Regions from separate parts of the Gossypium hirsutum genome. Here region 2 is linked to region 1. A link is a contact called in public Hi-C data. All regions are on one chromosome and are shown on one strand. The core of a region is the stretch at or near the end of the contact, and the rest is flanking DNA. Distances in the headings are between cores, read along the strand shown.

The links. A called contact is a pair of places that touch in the nucleus more often than the background predicts.
Region 2: a contact with region 1 is called in a Hi-C map of leaf, with 2.8 times the contacts expected there. The contact joins the promoter of LOC107919524 here to the promoter of LOC107896736 in region 1. A contact is called at or near these places in 2 of 34 Hi-C or Micro-C datasets (hypocotyl and leaf).

Annotation. Positions count from the first base shown.
Region 1 is chrA10:93,761,848-93,768,237 of Gossypium_hirsutum_v2.1, reverse strand. It overlaps LOC107896736 (alpha-soluble NSF attachment protein), which reads right to left and starts at 3,919. Exons shown (of 9, transcript XM_016822001.2): 1 at 3,522-3,919; 2 at 2,845-2,894; 3 at 2,693-2,765; 4 at 2,530-2,609; 5 at 1,723-1,874; 6 at 719-875; 7 at 574-621; 8 at 174-254. The coding sequence starts at 3,666.
Region 2 is chrA10:94,163,664-94,170,053 of Gossypium_hirsutum_v2.1, reverse strand. It overlaps LOC107919524 (monothiol glutaredoxin-S2), which reads right to left and starts at 3,980. Exons shown (of 1, transcript XM_016848972.2): 1 at 3,331-3,980. The coding sequence starts at 3,865. The coding sequence ends at 3,557. LOC107920523 (acyl-CoA-binding domain-containing protein 6) reads right to left here and starts at 2,877. Exons shown (of 17, transcript XM_016850270.2): 1 at 2,468-2,877; 2 at 2,283-2,363; 3 at 1,820-1,909; 4 at 1,527-1,608; 5 at 1,142-1,285; 6 at 826-1,008; 7 at 446-512; 8 at 269-330; 9 at 1-3. The coding sequence starts at 1,857.

The sequences.
Region 1 (6,390 bases), core at 2,670-5,169:
ATTTACTATATTTAATGTTCATTTAGCATTAAAATCATTTTTTTTAAATATTTAAAATCCCATTTAAGCGAACAAGCAAGTTCAACCAGTTCAGTCACCACTGAAGGTCTAATTCATTTGACCTCCAGTCCACTAGTTCATCCAAGAAACATTTGAAATGGAAATTGACATACCAATGGAGACATGCTGTCAAATTCCTTGACAACATCTGTAAACTTCGTGACATCTTCCTCATCAATGGAAGAAGCAATGTCCTGTCACAAAAAGCAGAAGCTCAGTATTGTAAGACCTCTATTTTGGAGTAATAACTAGATTCTGAAAAATTATTATCATTTAAAGAAAATGAATTATATAATACACTTAAGAATTTTTTTGTCCAGAGGTAAGGCAGTGATAGGATATATCATTAGTCAATGCACATTAAGGTTGATAAGAGGAAAAATAAAACAACCGGTAAAACATGCTACCACTGATCAATCATATTTAAGCAGCAAAAGAACAGAACAGAATCACATTTTTGTGATCCAAAAACAAATTATAAACTGAAATAAGCATTTCTTTGGGATAACTTACAGCTAAAAATTTATATTCTCGTGTTCCAGAAAAAGTTGGATCCAGTTCCTGAAGAAATGAAATGCATAAAATACATAAGTTTAATATAACCAAACTAAGTTTAAAAGGTTAAGGTTTTATCATTTCTAAAGGGCCAAAATTCAACCTGATACCGCTCTAATGCATTGGTGATTGCAACATCACCTTTGCACAGTTGACAAATGCCAGCATTTAGAAGATGTCCTTTAGCTCCATACTTCAGCAAGTTATTGGAAAGTGACTGTCGTGCTATATCTTCATAGATCTCAACAGCTTTCTGGTATCTGGAGAAATATCATAAGCAGAGCTGTTAAGAAAATTGTCATTCTGTATTTATGCAACTGTCTTAGGATGTCTTTGGCATTGAAGCTAAAAAGCACTTTTCAACCCAAACCAGCTTTTCAAGTTAAAAGCAATACTAAACAAATAGCTTTTCAAGCTAAGCCAAATTTTTTTTTTTCTAAGTTTTGGCTTTTCAAAAGCAAATTTAGGTGTCAAAATATAAATTTGTCCCTCATTTATATTAACTATAAGTTCTAAATAAAACTTGTTTATTCAAATTAAATTTTATAAACAATTTAAGTTAATTACTTAAAAAGTATCTAAAATTTATATTTCGTATGTCATAATATTAACAATGAGGTACCATAATTTTCTTCTATTTGTACTATATACTAAATTGAACATTTGTTAGTACCAAAATAATGAAAACATGGCATCGTGGTAGTAATAATAATATATATGGAAATAAGGATATTTTACATTTAAGTCAATAATTCCGTGAAATTTTTATTAACAAGAATTATGATTATATGTGATTTTAATATCTAAAATATAATTTACATATTCAAATTAGATTTTACAAACAATTTATAATAATAGCTTAAAAGTATGTAAAATTAATATTTCATGTATAATTAAGGAATTTGAATTAACTTATTTTTTACTTTATAATACCGTGTCTAAAATGGATATTTTAACTTTCCACAGCACTTTTAAAAGCATTTTTCAATAACAATGCTAATCTAGCCCTTAGCAAATTAAAACACCATCAATGATTACAAACCATTGACAACGGTAGAAGACTAAAACTTGCAAGAACAGTGTCTACAAGAAGTTGAACATGCTTACTGTTCTATCTGAGCAGCAAATTGTGCAACTTTCTGCTTACATTGGTTGGCAGAGGTTGATATATCTTCATTTTGGAAGAAATCAGCTGCCTTTTCATAATAATCAATGGCCTGCTCAGTGTTCTGTTCAGACTCATATAATTCAGCAATTTCCTGCACATAAAAGAAGCACCCATGTCTATGAATAACAGTAAATAACATCATGAAAAGTTATGGTTATGTATGTTCAACGATACTACGGGCTAGTTTAATTTCACTGTGGGGGAAAAAAACCTTAGATTATAAAACCATGTGTTGGAAAAGGTGTTAAAACATGTGGTGAAACATTATGATTTAGAAACTACCAAGTGTTCACTATTGCAATGAAAAAGTGTTGTAAGGAATCAAAATGTCAAAAACAAATATGCTTAAAATAATATGGGTTTAGAGATGTAAAGATAATAATCAATTTATTCGAAATCCAGCTTCCAAACCAAAAAAGCTTCATTTTTCTTAGCATGTTAGTTTGCATTGTCAAACCAAGATTTAAAACACAGAAGCCTAAACTTTTTACCATTTAGCATCAAATTTGCAGTGAAACATAACTTCTGGCATTATAAGTTGTACCAACAAGAATGCTAAACGAGACTTATGAGAAGCACAGATGCTTGGGAGCTTTAACTCTAGTGGCAACATTGCTAATGAACAATTAGGAAAAAATTATGAACCCAACCAAAATGAAAGGCAACCACATATACATAAACAATTACAATGAATGACAAACTCCTTTTTCCCTTGAAAGACTCGCATATTAATGGATAAAAAACACCTTATAATACTTGGCAGCCATGCTGAGCCTTCCAATATCACAAAACATGTTCACTGCCTCTTTCAGGCAGGATATAGCCTCTGCATAGGAACAAAATTGAGTCACAGATTAATCAAGTCAAAATTCCAGAACTTTTAGATCAAACCATGCACTCCAGACTCACCCTTTACATTTGTCTTCTTATAGCAATGAGCAGCATCAACATAAGCTTGAGCAGCTTCATGTTTGCTTTCTAGCTATAGATATGTAAAACAAAGGAGTTAAACTAAATCTTAAATAACAGTTAATTACTAAGAACTGAACCGAAGGGCTTACTTTCAAGTTACAATTTGCTAACTTTACATAAGTTGATCCAGCTTTGTCCCCTTGAGAAAAGAAAAACATAAAAGAGGATAAGAATTAGAGCCAAGCATACAGTTTCAGCACATTTCAAATACCTATTGAATTATAAAGTAATTAATAAATGATCCGATGTTAAAGAAATCCAAACTCTCACATTTTCTAACTGAACCAAAACAGTGACGCAATCGGAATTAAATTGAATTATAAAGTAATTAATCAATACTCCAATCTTAAAGTAACCTTAATTTTCACGTTTTCTGAACTGAACTAAAGCAATGACGCAATCGGAGTTAATCAATAAATACAATACAATTAACAAATAAAAATTACGAAGAATAATAATATAAATATCATCGATTGCGACCAAATCCTAATTCCGGTCGCCTAAATAGAGACATTAATCAAAAGATCTCGAATATTTCATTTCTTTCCAACCATTCTCCGTCCAACATTTTCTCAATAAACAAACAGAAAACTTTTGTTAAAAGGAAATAACTATAAATTTTATATTACAGTTTCGGAATCGCAAAACTAATCAGAAAATCTTGAAAATTCCATTTTCTTAGATAAAGTTTAATCCATCATTTTCTTAAGAAAACAAACATGATTTTTAAAAAAAAAAGTTACAGAAAGGCTTTGCAAAAAATTACATGATTTGGCGAGCTTGAAGCAATTGGCCGCTTTATCAAATAGCTCGGCGGCGTCTTCATGTTTGGAGCCAAACAAACCCCACCCGCTTAACTTTTTCTCTGCTTTTTGCTCGAATTCTTCTCCTCTCGCCAATTGATCTCCCATTTCCCTTTTTCTTATGTTGCTTCGTTTGATCAGAAATGAACAGAAAAACGGAGAGTCTTAAGATCTAAGCAAATAAAAAGGGAAAAAAGCTTGAAAACTCATTTTCTCACTTTTCTAAACTTTTTTCCCACTTTCAACTATCATTTTCATTACTTTATCACAAATAAAAAATTAAATACCAAAATAGAAAATATATAATTTAAAGTGTAAACTATTTAGTCTAGGTTACCAAAATTAAATTTTTACTAAGTTCATCCTGACTTTCATTTTAACACTTTCATTTTAATTATTAATTAATTTTGTAAAAAATCACATAAGGTTATGTGTTTTCTCATTTTCCCAATTTTTGTAGTAGTTTGTAATTAGTTAAATTATTATATGTTAATTGTTTAGATGTTATTTAATATCAATCATGCATTTCTACAATTAAATAAATTAGTTATTTAAAAAAAATTAAATGTAGTTTCAATACTATGTGACCCATAGTTTTTTCCAGTAGTTATATTTAGAATTAATATATATATTGGATTTATAAATTCTAATAAAATAATAATTGTGAAAAATGATTACTTTATTTAATTTAATATTATAAATCAAATGGAAAATGTTTTTTTCTTTTTAAATTAAGAAAAAAGGAACAATTTTATTCTAATAAAATAAAACACAACGTAAATAAAATATACGAAAAGATCATTATTGTAAAAATTGAGGTATACTAAATTAATTCAATATTGCTTCTTTTTTTCTGTCATTTCCACTGCAAACTTATGATTCTTGTTGTAAAATTACAATTAGAATCTCTAAATCAAAAATAGTTTTTCTCTCTTCTCCGGTAGGAATAATTTCTCGAATAGATGTTACATTTGACCAAGATTGTACAGTGAATAAAACAATGGTTAATGGAAGGCATAATAATACATTTAAGTTTGTATACAAATAATTTATATCAATGGTTTATAAAGTTGCTCAGTAATTTTTTGTCATGTTTAATTGAAGAAAACAATCGAGTACTTAAATATGTTACTATTTATAAAATTGATGTTCTGAGCGGATTCAAGACATGTTAAACACATGTACTACTATTTCTGCCAACTACACTTTGTGGCCCTCTCCTGCGAACTCCTTAGCATATGTGAATTGGGACTGCGAACCATCTTTGCGAGCTCTCTTGGCGAACTTTCTCTATGAGACCTGCACGTAGTGGCGAGCTCCCCTAATAAACTCCTTCTACGAGACCTGCACGCATCTTACTGACAGGGCCTTACTGGGTCATGGGTAAGAGATTTGAACCTCATTTGAATTTTAGGTCCCCAAATCATAAATAGTGCATAAAAAAATTAAATTTGAAAGTGAAATAGTGATTTAATATTTAAAGCATCTAAAAAGGAATAACATGAGAAAGTCTAAAAAGAAAATTGAAACAAATTGTTGATATTTCAAACACAAAAGAATAAAAAAAAAGAAGAAGGTACAATATGTAATACGCCTTTGTCTTATTTTAAATTAAATATAATATCTAAAAATGGAAAAAACATGAAAATAGCTACTCTATATATATATATATTTCTAATTTCTAATTTCATATTTAAGTTTTCCTTGGCTTGATCTCCACATTTCTTCATTGCATTTGCACATTCAGCATGAAGAAAATACATAATTTTTAAGGTATTTAGAAGGATTCATAACTTGCCTAAATTTGAAAAAAAAACACAAATTATTTTTAAGGTATTTAGAATGGATTATAAAAAAAAATTATGATGAAAGAAACCCTTACTGTTGTTTCTTTTTTGCCAGTCTTGTTTTCATTATGCAAAAATTAGGGGTTAGCCTCTTCTTAGTTGCTGTAAGGTTTCTTCAATTAAATATGATCTATATAGAGAAATAAGAAAGTTGAGATTGATATATTATAACTAATTAAGTGTGAGTATGAATGAAGCAAAGAGTTTAAATGAAGAAATTATTGTAGAAGATGCAAACGCAGAAGATGATATTTCTGATGGTCACGACTTGAGCCGGAAGGTTACCATTACTACCCCACTTGATTCTGATGTTGATGGAAGAGATGCCTCTTATCATAAAGCAAAGAAAGCTAAATCGCTTTTTGCTTGATACTCACCCTTAATTAGTGATATTGGTTAAGGGAATCGATGGTTCTCGGGTCATTGTTGTAAGAAGTGAAGAAGGTGATAACAAAGTTGTCGCCGTGGTTTTGCGAGGAAGTACAGATAGTATATTGGATGATCTTGAAACAGCCGTTGATGATTGTGTGAATACATGTAAGGCAATGTGCAGGGATAGTCATATAGCTGCTACTGAAATTGAGTTGGCGAGAAGACCGAAAGAGTTATCCTTCTAAGGAAACAGGATTGGATCAGTATGCCATTGCTAAGTTTGGTGAAAGTTTTGAATTGGTACCAAGAACCTTGGCAGAGAATGCTGGACTGAATCCAATGGATATCATTTCTAGGTTGCATGAAAAGCATGCATCTGGAAATGCTAAAGTGGGCATCGACTTGAGGGGAGCCGACTCTGAGGATGGTGTTTGCAATGATTTTTCAACCATGAAGATATGGGACCCACCTCAAAACCTCCTAAGTGTACTCCTCTGTGTAGTTCATGGCAACATACACCTCCTTTGCATCAGTGAAAACAATACCTCCATCCACCCTATTAGCAACAACCCACTCCAAACCTCTCTAAGTGCAAGACCTTCAGCGGCCCTCG
Region 2 (6,390 bases), core at 2,731-5,230, 400 kb before region 1:
AACCTGAAAGATATTAGGATGTTTGTTAGGAATGCTTACATCAATAAATGAGTAAAACCCGGAGTTTCTCAACCAAAAAGGCAAATAAGAGAGGATGGAGCAAAGAGAAAAAGACAAACGATTCCTTGTAAATTTATGACATGCCAGTGTTAAGCTCTATCGAATGAATATATTTCCTACTACTTCTTACTGTTCTTCTTTAGCCTTTTCTTTTTATGGTGTTCAATATTTACATGTATTTTGGCCTTTATAAGTTGGAAAAGAGTACCGGTATTTCTCCTTTTGCTTCCATAACTGACCAGCATTCTGTCTCCGTATCAAATGACCACACTGCAAAAAAAAAAAAAAAAAAAAAAAAAAGCCAAATTTGAGAACCAAAAACGTACAACATCATGTATGGAAACAGAAAGACAATACAAGACCATAAAAGACTGTAATTCAAAACCTGAAACTTTGTCATTTGCAGGGTCAGTTCGGCCTCCAACCAGGAGGGCCTTTTTCCCCCATGAAACCTGGGTAAGGATAAAACGAAAAAGCTCAAGAATATCAGTACTCCTAATACATTGCATCCCACTCATTAGAAATAACATGAACCAGCACTATGATACTATAAAGTAGCACAAACAAAGTAACCAAATCATTAAATTACAAGAATAAGATTGAAATCAAGTCTAAATAGCAGACACGGAGGTGGCAGTACACAGGGTCACTTAATATCATAGCTAACAAGCATAGATGAACAACAGTTTGGCTAGTTTATATAGTATGCAAAGCAAAGAGAATGCAACATAATGGAAAAACCTAATGCACCGCATATGATTGTACCAGACTATGGCCCTTGCATGAAGGAATCTTAAGTGGAAGATTGCTTGGCGACAAGTAAAGCTTCGATGATGCCATGGTCCAAGAAAAAGTGTCGAAATTAAGAACCTGCACATCATCTAACAATCCGTTTGCAGATTCACCACCAACCACTATCATCTTGTTCCCGACAACAGTGGCAGCATGCTACTCAAGGAACACAAAAATATTTCAGCATTTCCGTCATATCCGATATACAAAATTTGAATTAAGTCATTAACCCTAAGATATGAAGCAATCAGACAAATGGAAAACATCGATATACATATATATATATTACATTAAAGCGTGGCACAGGCGTTTCTCCAGCAACTGACAATACCATCCAATTCTCGGAGTTCCCTGATGAATTAATAACAGGGGCAGGAGGACAGTGGGATTCAAGTTCATCAGAATGATTAACAGCAAGCATAGCAGACTCAACCTGAAACACATTTGAAGGCTTTAGCAACTTATACACGCTATGTTCCTTGGACTCTTCATTTTCTTTAAGTACTCATATTGGAGGCATGGGGAGATGAACTCCAAATATATGAAAAAACATAGAAAAATCTAACCATACGATAATGTATGCATAGCCATATCCAACACACCGAGACCGAGTAATATATTATACACATGCCGACTGTTACAAAACAGAAATTCAAACATGTCAAAAGCCTCACATTTGAATTGTTGCTTTGTTTGGGCGGTCTCGTAGGACTTTTAATTCCATTGGCGGACTCTGAAAGCTGTACTTTCTTCACTCTAAATCAACACAAAAATATACTAAAAATAAGTGAACAATGTTCAGCAACAAGAGGTCTTCTTCATGAAAACAAAAGATGTGGGATTTGGGGAAATATTTAATCAAGTTTGCATCCTTTATCCACCAAGTTTCTTTATTGACATAAAGGTAAAAAGAACATAAATTTTAATAAAAAATAGAAAATGATATATATGGGAAGAAGAAACTGACCTGCCAAGCTTCATGCGTCTACGAGAAAAGCTAAACATTTTCACCAAAGCAAAGCAAAACTCTTTCAATCAAAAACCAGGAAATAAAGCCCTAAAATTTCCACAAAAAATGAAGCTACATTATCATCAAGGAAACAGCGTAAAACAACAAAAAAGCCTAACACTTCCTTTATCAAAGTTCTGTTTTTTTATTTTTTTTTCAAATAAAAACAAAGTACAATCGGGTCATATGTTAAACCAGAGACAAAAAGGTTTGACCTTTAAACTTGGACTTGAGCTGTTTGAGAATAAAAAAAAGGAAAATGAAATAAAATTAATTGGCCATTGAGGAAATGAAGGTAGATGAGGAAGAAAGTAGTTGAAGCATTAGCTTGGGAGTGTGAAAGAACACTAAGAAGGTGCACATTGAAGAAGTGAACTGTACTTCTGCAAATAGTGATGATAGAGAGAGAAAGACAAAGTACCGGGTCGTCTTGTCCTGTTGTGTTTTGTTTGATTTATGAGATCCTTTGCCAAGATTTGCTTTGGAAGGTCCCTCTAACAACCTACAGATAATAGTGGTAGCTAGCTACTTAGCTTAATACAAAGAAAACTAAAACTATGTAATAAAAACTTAAATTACAATTAAAATGGAAACAAAAGAACTTACTTTCATTCCAACCACCCATTTTCTTTTCCAGTTTTTACTATTTCCATGCGGGTGACTAAGGAAGAGTGAGAAATAACATGGGAAATTTGAATAAGTTTCTGTGTCAAAAAAGATGGCAAAAATAACGAGACCATGTTAAAAAAATACGTGTAGTTTTGTTGTTTAGTGTAAAGCTTTGATGGTCGAGCCTCGAGGCATTTAATGGCGAGCGGCAGTGGGCTCCATTACAAAGGATCCATCTCTCTCGGGAATTGCGTGCCGCTGCCATCACTGCCTCTGCCTGCTATAACTTTTCATCACACTGTACCATCTTCTCTCTATACTTTACAACAATACATTATCAATCCTGGCCCATTTACTCCAAAAATTTTGCAACCCAAATCCATTTATCTTTTTCGAAATGCCCATTTATATGCATGGTAGCAACTCCCAAGTATTATTTTCACAAATTTTCGCTACAAATATTAATGCTCTTTATTTTATATTTGTGAACTTAAAATTTTTTCAAGTCTACTTATATAATAAATTGTTAATCCAAATTTATTCATTATTTTTAACTTTAAAAAATATATTTATATTGTTTTTAATTTAGTATTTAGTATTTTTTATTTTTTTATTTATAAAATTTTATATATAGATATCATAACATTTTTTAAATGTTTATATTAAAGTAGTATATATTACAAAGTTAGAAAAATGAGTTGGGCTAGACTCGAGCCTTGATTATTTTAATCCAAGTCTAATCTATATTTAAATTAATCTAATTTTTTTCAAGTCAATTTTTTAAATTTAATATATTTTTTAAAATTCTCTCAATTTTCAAAGGATTCTTTACCGTTTGTTAGAAAAAAAAAAGATTAATGTAAATGTAAATCGCAACTTTTATTACTCAAAAACATAATTAGTACATTACCAAAAAGATAACATACCCACTCACTAAGAGAACTCGTTAATTAGTAGTGCTCACTGTTAATTAGACCTGAAATCTACACTCTCATGGATCTAATTTATGTGATTATATATAATAATATATAATAATCACAATTTTATTAGTGCCTTGGCATGCAAGTTAGTGGATTAATTTTTGAATTAAACCCAAAGTGCCCCTACTCTTCTAAGCATTGGAATTAAGGCTCGATTAAGATGAAGACTCATGACCTCATTAGCTCCACCAACGAATTCTCCACCAATGAAGACGGCTGGAACAGAAGGGTTGCAACCGAGCCTCGAAAGAGTTTGTTCGATTTCACGTCCTCTAGAAATCTCATCGAGTTCGTGAACCGCAGGGTTGACACCAAAGTCGTAGAAAAGGGTTTTGATGGTGTGGGACATGCAACACGAACTCTTGCTGAAGATCACCACTGGCTTCTCGGATGCCAACTTTGTCACTCTCTCCATTTGATATACTATGCGGAAAACAATGCCAAAAGTTAGGACGGGTTTTGCAAGTGAGAGGCTAAATGTATAGCTGTTGTTGAGATTGTGAAGTGCTTTGAATGCTCAACACCCACTGGTTTATATAGGGTTTTTGAGGAATCTGGTGGTGTTTAGTCGGCAAGAAAGCAAGTTTCCCTTTTTTGTTGGAAATGAAAATGAAAAAATAAAAGGAAAGCATCAGAAAATTGTTCGATTAGATCATAAAATAAAGCGATCAAATGCTGAACAAAAAAGAAGGATAGAGCAGCATCACGAATCTTTCTTTGCATACGGAATTGGTGTCCTTTGTACGGTGAAACGTTATAATTTTTACCAACTTTCATCGTTTTATTCATATTTTTCTTGGTAAAAAATTACTATGGAAATATTTATATAATAGAAGTCAGATTGCATTTTATCTATTCTACTAAAAAATGAGTAAATTAGTCCTTATACAGTTAGATTAAATAGAGAAGAAGTCCTTTTGCTAAAAAAAAATTCATCTATTTTTACAATTAACACTGGTCCCTGTACACGTACATCAACATGATATATATGTGGCACGCTATATGTCACACTCTGGTTATTTTGTTAAACACATTAATTTTTAATAGTAAAAATAGATGAACTTTTTAATAGAAAAAATTAATTTACTATTTAATCTAATGTACATGAACTAATTTACACCTTTTTTAATAGAGAGACAAAATATAATCTTACTCTCAGTACAATGGCCTCTATAATACTTTTACCTTTTTTTTTCAATTTTAGATTTAATTTTCATTTATCTTCAAAACCTTAACCTTTTCTCTCTATATCAAAAACTAAATTATTCTCTTAGTAACAATACATTAACATTTTAGATTAATATTATATATATATCCAATTTATCATATTTTGATTGTGACCAATCTTTTAATATTTGATAACGGATGAAATCATAATCCGAATAACTTTTTAATTCGACAAGAACTTTATAAATTTATTGGAAATATTTATGGGAAAGTTTGAGTTAGATCACTAAAGTTGAATACTGAGGGTTCATTTATAGGGAATTCGAGTAAAGTTAGTGTTGGTGTTGTTATCCGTGATTATCAAGGTAGTTAGGTGATTGGCTCTTTTCGTCACATCCCTAGAGCTATTAGCGTAGAGATTGAGCTATGGACCCTGAGTTTAGCTCGACAACTTAACATTAACAATCTTGAAATAGAAGTCAATGCTACATTTTTATGAAATCACCATCTAAATCTGACTTATTATCTCATTTGATTGATAAGTGCAAGACGCTTCTCCATTCTATGAGTTCTAGCTCATTGCTACATATCTTTTGTGAAGGGAACAAGTGTGGTGAAGCTTTAACTTGTATGGAGAGTAGTTTACAACTTCGACTCTCTTAATATGTCTTTTCTCTTGATAATTTATTTTGTGTGTATTAATCCTCCTAATTGTTTATTTCATTTACTTTTTAATTGCTAAATAATCTTTATTCCTTCTTTGAAAAAAAGTTAGAAACTCTTTAAAATCTATATACACTATTTGGAGTAGTTCCTTTCATGGAGGCATCTAATGAGTTGGATTTATCCAATGGGAACCTTTTTTTTTCTTTTTTCTTTTTACAACCACAATGACATTTCAATTCCAAATTAAGTAATCAAATGAGATTGCATATTGAGATTTTGATTCAAATTGAGTTTGAAGATAAATTTTAAATATATTCCACAATAATAAAAAACTCCTTTTTGTGAAAGAGATTTTTGAGCCTCAGTCACCTCTTTCAACAGCACACAGCTTTTTTTTTTTTCCAACATGTATACTTTTTTATAAAATTATTTTTTAAACATATACTTTTATTTTTTTTCAATTAAGTAGTAATAATATTTTGAAATAAAATAAAATAAAATTTCAAGTATATGGAACAAAATCTCAAGATGATGAGATCAAATCAACTGAATAGAATTGTCTCATTGATCGAAAATTAAAAATAATTCATGGGCTTCTTCATCAATAAATAAATAAATAAATTTAATTTCTAAATATTCTAGAAAAATCCCATCATCATCATCGTCGTCGTCAAAAGAAGTCCTTCACTTTATTTTTCATTGGAATCTTAGTTGTTTTTATTATAATGCGAAGGAATACGTATTTCACACAAACATGTATACTTTTTTTTTTTTTTGATGTGAAGGAAATATTCTTCACCATGACCTAAAGAAACATATATAGATATACTACATAATATACAAACTTTGGATATAAAGGAACAGTCTCATAATAGCGACCCAATTGGAAGGTCAAGAGTCATATTTTTTGGGGTCCTTTATTTCATCTGAATTCTCTTCTTTCTGTTTTATGTATAAATTTCCATCGAAAATGAGTTTGAAAATTAAATTTAAGTGAAATAAATGAAACCCGATTCATAAGGTAGTCTACTTGCTTCGGTTTCCACGTTTACAGGATTTCTAAAAGAGACAACCCATTATTTTTAATCTCCTACAAACAATGGTTTT